2 separate regions of the Sus scrofa genome follow, and region 2 is linked to region 1. Evidence: chromatin contacts called from public HiChIP or PLAC-seq data. All regions are on one chromosome and are shown on one strand. Each heading gives the region's core, a stretch centred on a gene start, on an enhancer-like site or on the middle of the called end of the contact. The rest is flanking DNA. Distances are from core to core; before and after follow the strand shown. Region 1 overlaps STX16 (syntaxin 16). Region 2 overlaps GNAS (GNAS complex locus).

Region 1 (5,699 bases), core at 2,327-4,826:
AAAACATGACAATTGTAGTAATTGAAACAAAAGCTAAAATGTGTCAATCAACACTGTTCGCATGTTGCAGATGACCAAAGACTTCAGAAAAGCAGGCATCATTTTATAAACTAACATACAAAAATATTCAAAACACAGTACCTCATCCAGCTCCTGAAGGGACATGTTTTTCCCATCAGCCCATCCAGTGAGGGACGGCAGGCAGAGAGAAGGACGGGGACAGACAGACAGATAAGGTATGGTCAGTTGAGAAAATACTGAGATTTCAAGCAACTCTAAAGTTGACTAAAATAAAGATCCACTAATCAAGGCATCTTAAAAAATCTCCCCCTTCTGATTCTTCCTTTTCTTTTTTTTAAGCTACATCAATATGTGTTTTTCAGTTTTTATTTACAATGATTGTTGTTTTGGTAAATAAGACAGTAAACACTAAGCAGTTGTAAAAATTAAAATACAATAGAAACAAAGAAAACACATTTGCTTTAGTTTTAGCTTCACTAAAATATAATGGCATCCTGTTTCATAAATAGCAAATATCACAGGCAATAGTCTACATTTCCTTTAGGAAGATAAAATAAGAGAGCAAAGCTAAAATGTAATCTTCTTCTGCCAACTAAATGTAAATTTTAACACATACATCGGCCCTGCTAAATGCAGCAAAATAAGAAAATGAACAACCCACAAAAATTGTCTATGGCTGTTTTCAGATAATATTTGAACGACCACATATGTAAGGTCTCTACAAATTAAATCCTGCAGACACAAGAAGCAAGCCGAGAAACCACCCTTCCCGGGAGAGAGAGACAGGTGGTAAAGAAAGGAAAAACTCTTCCCGTTTGCTTGGCGTGTATTATTATTAGTCTAGAAAGCACATGGTTGTTTACAAGGCTATTATAAAAGAAAGTAAACAAAACCAAACAAAAGGTAAGGAGAGTTTTGTTTTTGGGGGTTTTTTTGTTTTGTTTTTTTAAGGAGGAGTAGGAAGGAAGAAGCACCGGCAGGCAGAAGATTAAGTTTCAATTTAAAACTAAAGGTTCTTCTTTCGATCAACGTGGAACTCTATCCTCGGAGCAGATATTTACTAATGACAGATAATGTGAGTGGCTGGGTGGTTGTGTGTGGTTTTTTTACAGTATTGATCACTAAAATAATTAGGAGTGAATTTCAATAATCAACTGTGCTGATTTTTTTTTTTTTTTTTTGATGCTTAACAGTAAAGCCGGAAAATAAAAAACATAGCTTCTTTATTTAAAAATTAGTAGTGCAAATGAACCTGGTCTATCAGGGCCAAAATATGATTAAGCAGTAACAGTGGAACCCCACAGCATTCCTCCAGGTAAAAATTCAGTTAGCTGACATGATAGGAGGCTGAAAGGCCTCTGCATTCCTTCCGCAGTTTGCCAGGAAAGCAAGAGAGCTGTTTACATACACCCCCTGCCATAACGGTAGTACTACAAGATATTAACAGAGAAGATAGTGCTGAATGGAAATCTGATTTAATTACCTTCTACTTTAAAAAGAAAACCTTTTTATTTTTTTTTAAAAGCTTAACATTTTCAGCAAGAAAGCACGGAAGTGTTTTCATTAACACAACAAGACACAAGGCGAGACCCCCAGTTCAGCATCTCAGCCTGCACATCTGCCAGTTCTGCAGAGGCTCCTTGGCGTCTAATCTGTGGACAGAGCACCCTGCAAACCAGGGTTAAGATCTCAGCCACACGCAAGCCTGTCCTCTCCGATTTTTAACCAAGCACACATCCTGATCTTCTAACTTCTATAATCATTAGTTGATAACAGGTGAAATCAGACTCATGGCCTTTTTTTTTAAACACAAACAGGAAAATCAAGCTGCAGAATATATAAATCCATTTCCCTGAAGTCAGGGGGCTGAGATGGGGACAGATTCAGGTGTTCAGGCCTCTTTCCACCTTCCAGTCTCTCTAATTTTATTAACAGTCCAGGAGATTACTAGTGATGGGCAGCTGAGAACTCAGCTCAGAAGGCCATCTTCTTGAAGAGCACCCCCCCCCCATTTCACTACTTAAAAATAGGAGGCTTTCAAAACTCCCCCTGCCACCAACTTAAGACCTGAACTAAAACATTTAGAGTTACCACCAGGAAAAACCAAAACAGAGCCCAATGAAAACACGTTACTACACTTCATCAGCTTCTAAATCTTTATAACGTCTAAATCTAGGTTTCTGACCTGCCAATGGCATACAATCAAGCAAATACTGAAAACTCCAAGTAGCATGTGGAATTTATAGTCTAAAGAACTTTCTACATAAAACTGAAAAATAAGTGGAAAGCCATCTGTGTTTACTCAGGAAGTCTGGAAAAGTTGAGCAAAATGAGTTGGAAATACAGGTCTATGCTATAGTGATATTTACTTTATTTCCGTTACTGCCAAAATAAAAGTTTGCCTCACTTTTATCCAACAAAGTACCCTTATTCTCAAGTAAGCCTCTCTGCTCAAATGGAATCTTTAGAGGCAGAAAAGCAAATAGATCTAAAGAGAAATATACAATGATTTCATACTTGGATTCTACAGAAAGAGAACTAATTTTCCAACAGACTCAACGGGGACGAAAACGTAGAACATTCAATATGCAAGTTAAAGATGACTATGTATGGTTATAAAGTAAGATAAAGATGCAATCCTATTGTAAGGAGGAAAAAAAAAAAAAAAAAAGAAGAGTGCTTCCATTCTCCAGGACCAGAGGCCCAAGTCCGGGCAAAGCAGCCAGCCCCACCGTGGCCCAGCAGGAGACAGAGCTCTGGATCGAGCTTGGCCTGAGATCCCATCCCAGCTCCCTGCAAGGTAGGCAAACCCTGGGTAAGTTTCCTGACTCCTCAAAACCTCAGTTTCCGGATCTGTATCATGAAAAAAGCGACAGCACCCATTTGCTAGAGCTCACTGAGGATGAAACGAGGCTGCACGTGGAAAGGGCTAAGCCCAGTGCAGGCATGTGGCAAGCGCTCAATAAATCTTAGCTAATGTTACAGTCAAGACCGAAGAAGGACCTTGGGTTTCTTATGACCATAGTTAATCCTCAGCTGCCCCCCCCAAAAGCACACTGGGTATTATTAAAAATAATGTGCTACTTTCAAACGAATCTAAGACCAATTAACTCTAGCTTCCCTTTATAGATTGTGCATTATTTTACAGCAGAGAATAGATTAGGCTGTAAACACCACAAAGTAGCTCAGATCCCTCTATGAGATCTATTTCAGGAGATCAAAGGCAATCACACACGTCGCACTGCACCTCATCAGATGAGAACAGCACCTCAACGTCTACGTTCATTCGTTCGGGTAAGACTTTCCACGTTTTTTTTGATGATTATTTAACGTCGTAAATTCGCTTTGCCTTCTTAAAGCTAAGCTGCCTGTGGCCGCTTGAAGGAGGGGCTGCCTTAAACCTGCACTTGGCACACAGAAGGCCAAAGTTTCCTCATGGCATTGGAGCTACTTCGGAGGGCTCTTGCGGGAACGTGGGGCTGGCAGGCAGCACGAGGTTGTTGACAGTGTTTTTCTCCCTTTCAAATTAAAGCTAAGGCTGCCAGCCTTGGTCTGGAGAAACACTGTATCATATGAGAACTCCAGAGAGCACTGCTGAATCCACAGGGCCACTAGAAATCACCTAGCTCAAACCCTCAATTTACAAATTAGGTAAAGGATGTCAGAAGCGATTAAAAGCCTAAAGACCTATGTTCTGAGTCGGCCACAGAGGGAGACTTAGCCCTAAATCCCCAGATTTCGGGGAGTCCAGGCTCTTCCTTTTCTTTCATGCTGCCCTGAGACAGCAGTGTGATCGGGCACCCAAAACTGAGGCCAAAACAGAAGGCATGAGAAATGCCAACAGCTGCATGTTGCTGACGGTCTAAAGATCAACCCCCCTTTCTGCTTTTAACAATTAGTTTTATTAATGGCAATACAACCAAGAACACAATTAAGTGGGTTTCTGTTCAGTTCTGCGTGCTGGACTTTAAAAAAACACACAGGGAAACTTAGACATCATTCATAGGCAAGAAACTTAACCTCGATGCCTGAGCCGGGGCTGCTAAGCTAGAGAAAGCTCGGGGAATGAGCAGGCTGCAGGGCTATCTATCACGCAGAAGAAGGCAGAGGCTTCCTGTGTCAGAGACCCTGGGGCCCAGACCCAGAGCAAGGACCACAGGATGCAAATGCAGACAAAGATGGGGTTAATAGAGGCAAAGTCTTTTCTGGTGGTTCAAGAGGTGGCGTGAGGGCTGCTGGAATTTCCTATCGGCCATTGCAGAGTGTGGTCAAGGCAGGCGGGCACAGGGTTATCACAGAGGGGATACTGGGTCAAATGACCTTTAGGTCCCCTCCTGGCCCTGGAGACTTTGTGTTTGTTTTGTCACTGCACATCCTCCTTAAATTCCTGCTTAGCTGTGTGACACGTTTGCCTGAGTGCTGCACAAACATGTTTTAGTGTATGTGTGTAGAGGTACACACAGCAACCCCACCACCACCACCCACCCACCACTAGTGCTTTCCCTCCAACTAGGATACAAAAAAAAAGGACTTTAAATGTTTTCAATGACATGACTTTTCGTGTGCTTGGTTTTGCAGAGTGTGATACACACACGCACGCACAGACACCACCTGACAGTTTCCACAGCTCTCACCTAAAATCAGGATGTGAAAATTCAGATTTAAAACTAAAAAAAAACCCAAAAAACCTATTACTTTAGAGGCAACTTCTTTCTAATTGTGAGATAACAAAGACACACTCCAAAATCAACTTCTATAGCTTCTTCTTCAAACTAGGAGCTAGACATTTCAGTTTATGATTTTTTAAATTAATTGACACTCTAGAATTTAGTTCCTTCCTCTTTTAATTACCTGGATTTTAGATAAATATATACAAATTGTCTTGGAATTGTTTTATTTGTGTTTTTAACATGACAGGTATTTACTTATTTTTTGCTTTTATTTACAGTTTTTCAAACATACAGAAAAGAAAAGTATGGACACTGTCCCTCCACAAATTCATCAGGAGACGTAACAGTGAGTAACACTTCGCCTACTTTGTTTCCTTTACTGGGGGGCTAAGTGTATAAAATAAGTGATATTCTGACATTTTAATACTAGACATTTCATTAGCTCTCTCTAATAAAACTAACAAATGTACTTAATTATAATTAGTTTAATTCACTAATAATTTCTTAATATCACCTAAAACCCAGTCCATATTCAAATCTGATAGCTCTAATTTTGTTTAATTTGCTACATGATTTTGAAATTTACAAGTCAGAAATGGGGTTTTTAAATTTATATGAGTTAGATATGTAATGAAAAACATTACATCAGTTATTCAATGAAGTTTTTAAAAATTTCTGATATGCTTCTCCCCCAAAATATTTATAACATTTTTCTAATTTCCAGAAAAGATGAAAATATCACACCCTCCATTTAGTCACGTTAGCATCTTGCTATATGATTGTGTGTGTGTGTGTGTGCGCGCGCGCGTGCCTGCGTGTGCGCTGAGAAATGATTTCTGTAGAATCAATTTTGAGCAAGCTGAGAATCTAATAGTTCACCCCTAAACACTTCAGAAATTTATGACATGCCGTGTGTTTTTAATGCACACAATTAAAAAATATAAATGTGTGATTTATTTTTAATTCTGACTTAGGCAAACCATTTTTGTTTAATTGTAAATCTATTTT
Region 2 (5,699 bases), core at 850-3,349, 200 kb before region 1:
AGCGGGGAACCGACCCACTGCAGGAGGCCACACGTACCATCCTCAGGAGTAGTGTAGCGAGCAAATTCTGGAAAGTAGTCCTCAATCTTCGATTTTCCAGCGAGGACTTTCTCAGCCAGCAGATCTTGCTTGTTGAGGAACAGAATCACAGAGATGGTGCGCAGCCATCTAACACGGAGGAGAGCGGGGTCAGCGCCCGGGAAGGGGGGCGCCCTCTCTGCAGGGGGCTGGGGTGCCTGCACAGGACTCCTTCCCCTGCACCATGCAGATCCAGGGCCTCGAGCTCCGTGGGGAGGACGCCGGGGGGTCACCGCACAAACCTGTTGTTCCAGATGCTCTTGAAGAGGTTCAGGGCCTCCTGCAGGCGGTTGGTCTGGTTGTCCTCCCGAATGACCATGTTGTAGCTGCTGCTGGCGACCACGAAAATGATGGCGGTCACATCTTCGGCACAAGAGAGAAAGAGGATGCAGTGTTAGGAGTGACCATGAGCCTGAACCATCGGGGGCGGGGGGAAATAGCCTTAAAGAGTGGAGAAGCCCAGGGCTTCCATACCATTGAAGCATTGGATCCATTTGCGGCGCTCGTCACGCTGGCCACCGACGTCAAACATGCTGCAGGAGAGAGAGGACGCCTGGTCACCACAAGGGCTACCATGGTCCACCATGCTCACTGCGGGGGGACCTCGAGAAACCTATTTTTCTTTCTAAAAAAAAGGAACCGTTTACTTACTGGAAGTTGACTTTGTCCACCTGGAACTTGGTCTCAAAGATTCCAGAAGTCAGGACGCGGCAGCGGAGCAGGTCCTAAAACAAAGTCTCAGATTAAGCGGTCTCACCAAAACCAACCCAAGTGTTAATCATTGCCAACCTGGAGCAAAAATGCTGACTGGCTTGGAAAGAAGACTCTGCATCCTCTGCCCTGTGAGAAGGGGTGCATACCTGGTCGCTGGGCACGTAGTCAGCCTGCTTGATGACGTCAATCTTGTCCAGGAAGCTGGGAGCAGAAGAAAGACACACGGGGGTGACCACACGTTCAGGCCAATTTGCCCACTATTCCTGCCCAGCCACAAGGTCCAGCTAAGCGAAAACGACCATCCCATGAAGTTCATTAGGGTCAAGCGGATGCCTTACAAAGGTTCGCGCAAATAGGATTTAAGATAAATCAGGACCCCTGGCCTACAGGTACAGCACAGGCCAGTTGGGGGGGGGGGATCTGATCTGGTTTTAATTTGAAAAGACTCGCTCTGTGCAAATCCATCCGCCCAGGGCCCCAAATCAGGCCTGACTGTGTGCCATTGGGTAATGCCTGAGTAAAACAGTACACCCTCAGATTGTTTGGCTTTGACTAAAACGGCAAGTCGTTTGAAAACTGTACACTTCCATGTCAGGGAGTTTTTGAAAAAATGAAGAAAAAAAAAAGGGCACGCTTAAAAGAAGCAAGGATTTTTTTCGCCCAAAGGACGAATGAAGATGAGATTGCTGGATTAACTCAGAAAGGGTATCTCTCCTTTTAGGAAGTGGCCCTCTCGGCCCGCACCGCACCGAACAGGAAACAGACACCAGTTCCCTTCCGTCCTGCTTGGTCCGTGAAGCAGACCAGCCCAGAGAGGAAGCTTTCAAAGCACCTCACCGCCATCCAGGTTTGGGGCCCCAGGCAGGCAGGGGGCGCGCACCGTGGCGGCGCGGGGTCTGGGGGTCTCAGGGGTGAGAAGGCTGTCTAGGGGTGAGAATGCTTCCTCCCTCCCAGAGTCGGGAGGCTCTTTGCTTGGGTTGCCCGACTGGACACACTGTTAGGAAAAATAACTTTTAAAAGACTGGACTGAGGTAATTACCATGGAAAGTTAATGTGGAAACCAGCTTTTGGGGGGGGGGGAAGGGGGGATGGGAGGTGTTGGAAAGTGAGCTAATCAGAGAAGAAAATCAAAGCGAGAAAAATTTAAAGAAATTCTATAAGGTGGTGCCCCCCCCCCTTTCCTTTTCACCAGTTTAAAGTGAGTCTGGCTTCGAGGATACACTAACTTGCCCAATCAGGCTTACATTACAGCACCAGGCCAGAAATAGCTCCCCAGCCGCCCTGGCCTCCAGCACGTTGCCATGGCAACCGAACCACAGGTCTATAAATAGCTCATCAGCACCAAATCTTGTGAGAGAGACATCTGGAGGGGGGCCAGCCAAAGCCCAGCTCAACAAATAAAAACAGGCACCTTAAGGAACGGGCACGTCCCCAGGACCTCGGCCGTAACCTAAAGGCAGTTACGCCAGAAACAGGCGGGCTACGAAGAAGGCAGGGCTGCTGGAGGCGGCTGGCCGGGGAAGGAGACATTTTAAAAGGGTCAAGCTCTGTTCTCTTTTTCTCGGAGTTTCCTTAAAACTTTCCATAAACTGTGCACATGCTGCCATTTGCAGATAAAGTTGCAGGCATGCGTGGATAGGGCTTTCGAAAAACTTTTAAAAAAAACTTTTGAAATGGTGTGCGATTTAAAAAAAAAAGAAAAAAAAAAAAAAGAAAGCTGGCTAAACTGAATTAATGAAGTTGTTACACCCCGCCCCGCCCCCCCAGGGCTCTTAAGAATGGGGTGGTCAAAGCTGCCTAATCCTGTACCTGTGCTTCTGACTTGGATCCAGAAAACAAAAGGCAAACAATTCCAGGATTTCCATGTGTTTTGTGTTACTATAATTAGCACTTCCAGCTTTAAGCTCAAACTTTTGAGAAAATCAGGGACTTTGTTGAAGAAGGGGTGGGGGTGGGGGTCACGGCGACCGGCCCAGATGGACTGTTTCTCTGTTCCTTGAAAAAATATACAAGTTTGCTTGCGTGTTAAGTCACAAAATAGCTGTAGGGGTGACAAGTGAAAAGCATCGAGTGCCCTTGCTGTGGGAAAGCAGGGCCGGTGAAGGGACGTGGACAGCTTTCGCAGACCCCAAGAGGAGCTCGGGTGCTGTGCAGATGACGGGGTTCTGGGGAGCTGGCTTTGTGTGGCCCCAAGTTCCTCAGGCGCGGGGCTCCTGGGTAATGCACGATTTTAGCTTTTGGCGAGCCAGCCTCGTCCCTGGGTCCTGATTACTGAACATTTTCCAAAGCAAATTGTTGGCGTTTCAGTTACTTACACGAGGGGCTGACACAGGATTATCGTATTGTCAGAAAAGACAGTCCAACTTGAGAGCACGTTGCCTGAGACCGCTTGGTACATGTGTGCGACACGAGCAAACAGAGGGTCTCTTTGAGATATTTTTCACGGCTCTGAAGGCCATGTGTCTACCGCACGATGCACAGGGTAAGACAGGTGGTCAAGCTGTCTTAAAGGCAGCCTCCCGGCTGGGCGTCATCAGGCCCACTGCAAGAGAGCCTTGAAGGGACAGGAGGACAGGGCAAGGACCCCTTGGCAGGGGAGGCCCCTTGAATGAGGAACAAGGACAAGAAATGGCATCCAACATGGTGCCCACGCGAGATGAACCCTGGCAGCTGCTGTGGTCCCTTACGGGCGGTGGGGAGGTTGGGGCGGGGGCAGCACATGTCTGTCCTCACCATTCCTCTTTGGCACGTTTTTCAGTTGCGGTAAATACAATACAAAATTGCCACATTATCCGAAGTGTGAGAGCTGTCCCACCTCTCTAAATGCTTGCAGGTCAACTCAATTAATTACTTTGAGCTAATTAACGACGACCATGGCTTTATGGCAGGTGATTATCACTTTGCTCTGCCAGGCATTAAGTGTTTATATAAAATAACGTAGCTGCACTAAAACGTGCCATGAAGGCCCCTAGAAGATAAATGCATCAGACTAGAACCTTCTCAAGGCAGGTGAGACTACCTGGCTGGCTGCTAAGAAAGTACCTTGGGGCGGTGGGAGTGGAGGTGTGGGGTGTGCCCCGCGGGGCTCGGGCGGGGAGGGCACTTACTACTGGGCGCAGTCGATGAGCTGGTACTCGTTGGAGCGCTCGTAGCAGGCGCGCACGCCCTCGTCCTCCCACAGAGCCTTGGCATGCTCGTAGAACTCCTGCAGGGAGGGCCAGGGAGAGGGGTTGGAGGGGGCTGCAGGGCGCCCGGGAGACCCACCCCAAGGGCCGGTCCCCATGTCCAGGCAGCTTTAGGCAGGAGCGTTCCTACAGGACGTCGGCGGGCTCAAGGGCCCCCCCGAGTCCAGAATTACTGCTCCCGGGTTGTCATCAGCCTGTGCGTCGGGGGCCTGGGGGGGAGAGGCCGGACTGGGCCGCCCAGGAACTGGGTTTCTTCAGAGTCGCTTCTACGGGAGGGTGTGAGCTGGTCAGGAGGCTCTGGGTGGGGGGACAGGACATGTCTTTGTGATGAGGTTGTGGGGCACGTTTTCTCAGCTTTGGCCAAAACTATGACGGTCGGGAGCTGCTGGCCAGTCTGCCCTGTGCTTCTGGGGACGGTCTGCCAGGAAGAAGCCAAGGGCCAGCGACCTCTGCGTTGTTCTCAACGGCAGTAGGTCACAGGTCACAGGTCACATCACGTGGGGGCACGCTCCCCTTTACAAGGAAAGAGAAGGTCTCTCTCCAGTGTGAATTCAGAGGGAGAAAGATCAAAAGCGTGTGCAGCTCGGTGGCCGGAGGACCAACCAGCCGGCATGTCGCTGTCCCCTGCCTTTCTAACAGGCTGCCTTCTTTCTCCTCGTCTCAGAAACACAAGTCCAGCCTTGGCGTTACGTGTGCTGGGTTTACCAGGTGAAGGTTTTTCTATCTTGAAAATGTCACCTGGCCATCCCACTAACACTGCTTCCTCACTAGCAGCGGTTTGCAGCCAAACCCATTTAAAATACACAAACACACATTCCCACGAAAGCCTGACCCATGGCAACAATACGCCATTGTTTTCGAGTCAGACAAGCCTCCTGCTTCTGGGCCTTACAGACATGCCCATCGTCCCACCTTGTTCCCCGCTGCCCTCTGACAAACTCTTCTTCCCCCCAAGGGGGTCCAATCCTCTGTGCTCGGACCATGGGCAGTTTCCTTTCTGAAGCAGGCAAACCCTGTCAACAGGGCCCTGCTCGCCAGCCAGGGCGCACACAAGACAGCCTCTGGGTTGGGATGCAGGTGAACGTCTTTCTCTTGCCCCCAGACAAGGACTTCAGCAAAGGTTAAAGGGCAGATGGTTTAAAAAGAGACTGTCCTGCATCTGTAAACCTCCAGAGCTGGCGCGGTACTCCTGTGTTCCTTGGTTTCTCAGGGTCCCGTCCATCGGCCGGACGAGGGTCACTGGCGCCGTGCTTCGTACACAGCTTTGTTTGTCACAAGATGTACAGGAGGGAGTAATTAAGGCTGCCACAACTCAGGACTTTTTCGCTCATAAAAATGTGCAGTCGAATACAGTGAGAGCGGCAGAGCTGAGCCATGATGTTTCCTCGGGGGCCGGGGGCAGATCTACAAGGGGTGGCAGAACGTCCCCTGCCCGTCCTGACGAAAGCCTGAATGATGAGGATTAGCTGCTGTTGTTTCAGTAATAATCCCATCAGTGTCCTGGCCCAGCAGCAGTGTCCTGCCGGCAGGGAGGCTTTGACGCAGGTGCGCCTGTGTATGTGTTGAGGGTGTGGGGGGGTCCCTGGTGGTCTGCATGTGTGTGCTGTGGGGGGTCCCTGGTGGGGTATGTGTTGGAGGGAGGGTCCCTGGTGATGCGTGTATGTCGTGGGGGGTCCCTGGTGGTGGGTGTGTGTTGTGGGGGGTCCCTGGTGGGGTGTGTGT

The links. HiChIP or PLAC-seq counts read pairs in DNA pulled down with a chosen protein or histone mark.
Region 2: an H3K27ac HiChIP or PLAC-seq map of skeletal muscle shows a contact between it and region 1. The contact joins two enhancer-like sites. A contact is called at or near these places in 2 of 2 datasets of contacts at active chromatin or transcription factors (alveolar macrophages and skeletal muscle).

The regions. Positions count from the first base shown.
Region 1 is chr17:58,843,143-58,848,841 of Sscrofa11.1, reverse strand. The region is part of intron 1 of STX16 (syntaxin 16); the gene reads right to left. Among named protein-coding and RNA genes, the nearest start is that of STX16, 5.7 kb to the right of the region's middle. Within about 2 kb of position 3,576, at least 8 of the 83 cell types and tissues checked have an H3K27ac peak or open chromatin away from gene starts, as enhancers often do. A contact at or near this core is called in skeletal muscle, where this site is marked.
Region 2 is chr17:59,046,236-59,051,934 of Sscrofa11.1, reverse strand. GNAS (GNAS complex locus) reads right to left here. Exons shown (of 13, transcript NM_001130215.2): 6 at 3,900-3,997; 7 at 939-993; 8 at 730-803; 9 at 553-611; 10 at 321-441; 11 at 38-168. The region is part of intron 2 of LOC110257458 (a long non-coding RNA gene); the gene reads left to right. Among named protein-coding and RNA genes, the nearest start is that of GNAS, 64 kb to the right of the region's middle. Within about 2 kb of position 2,099, at least 54 of the 83 cell types and tissues checked have an H3K27ac peak or open chromatin away from gene starts, as enhancers often do. A contact at or near this core is called in skeletal muscle, where this site is marked.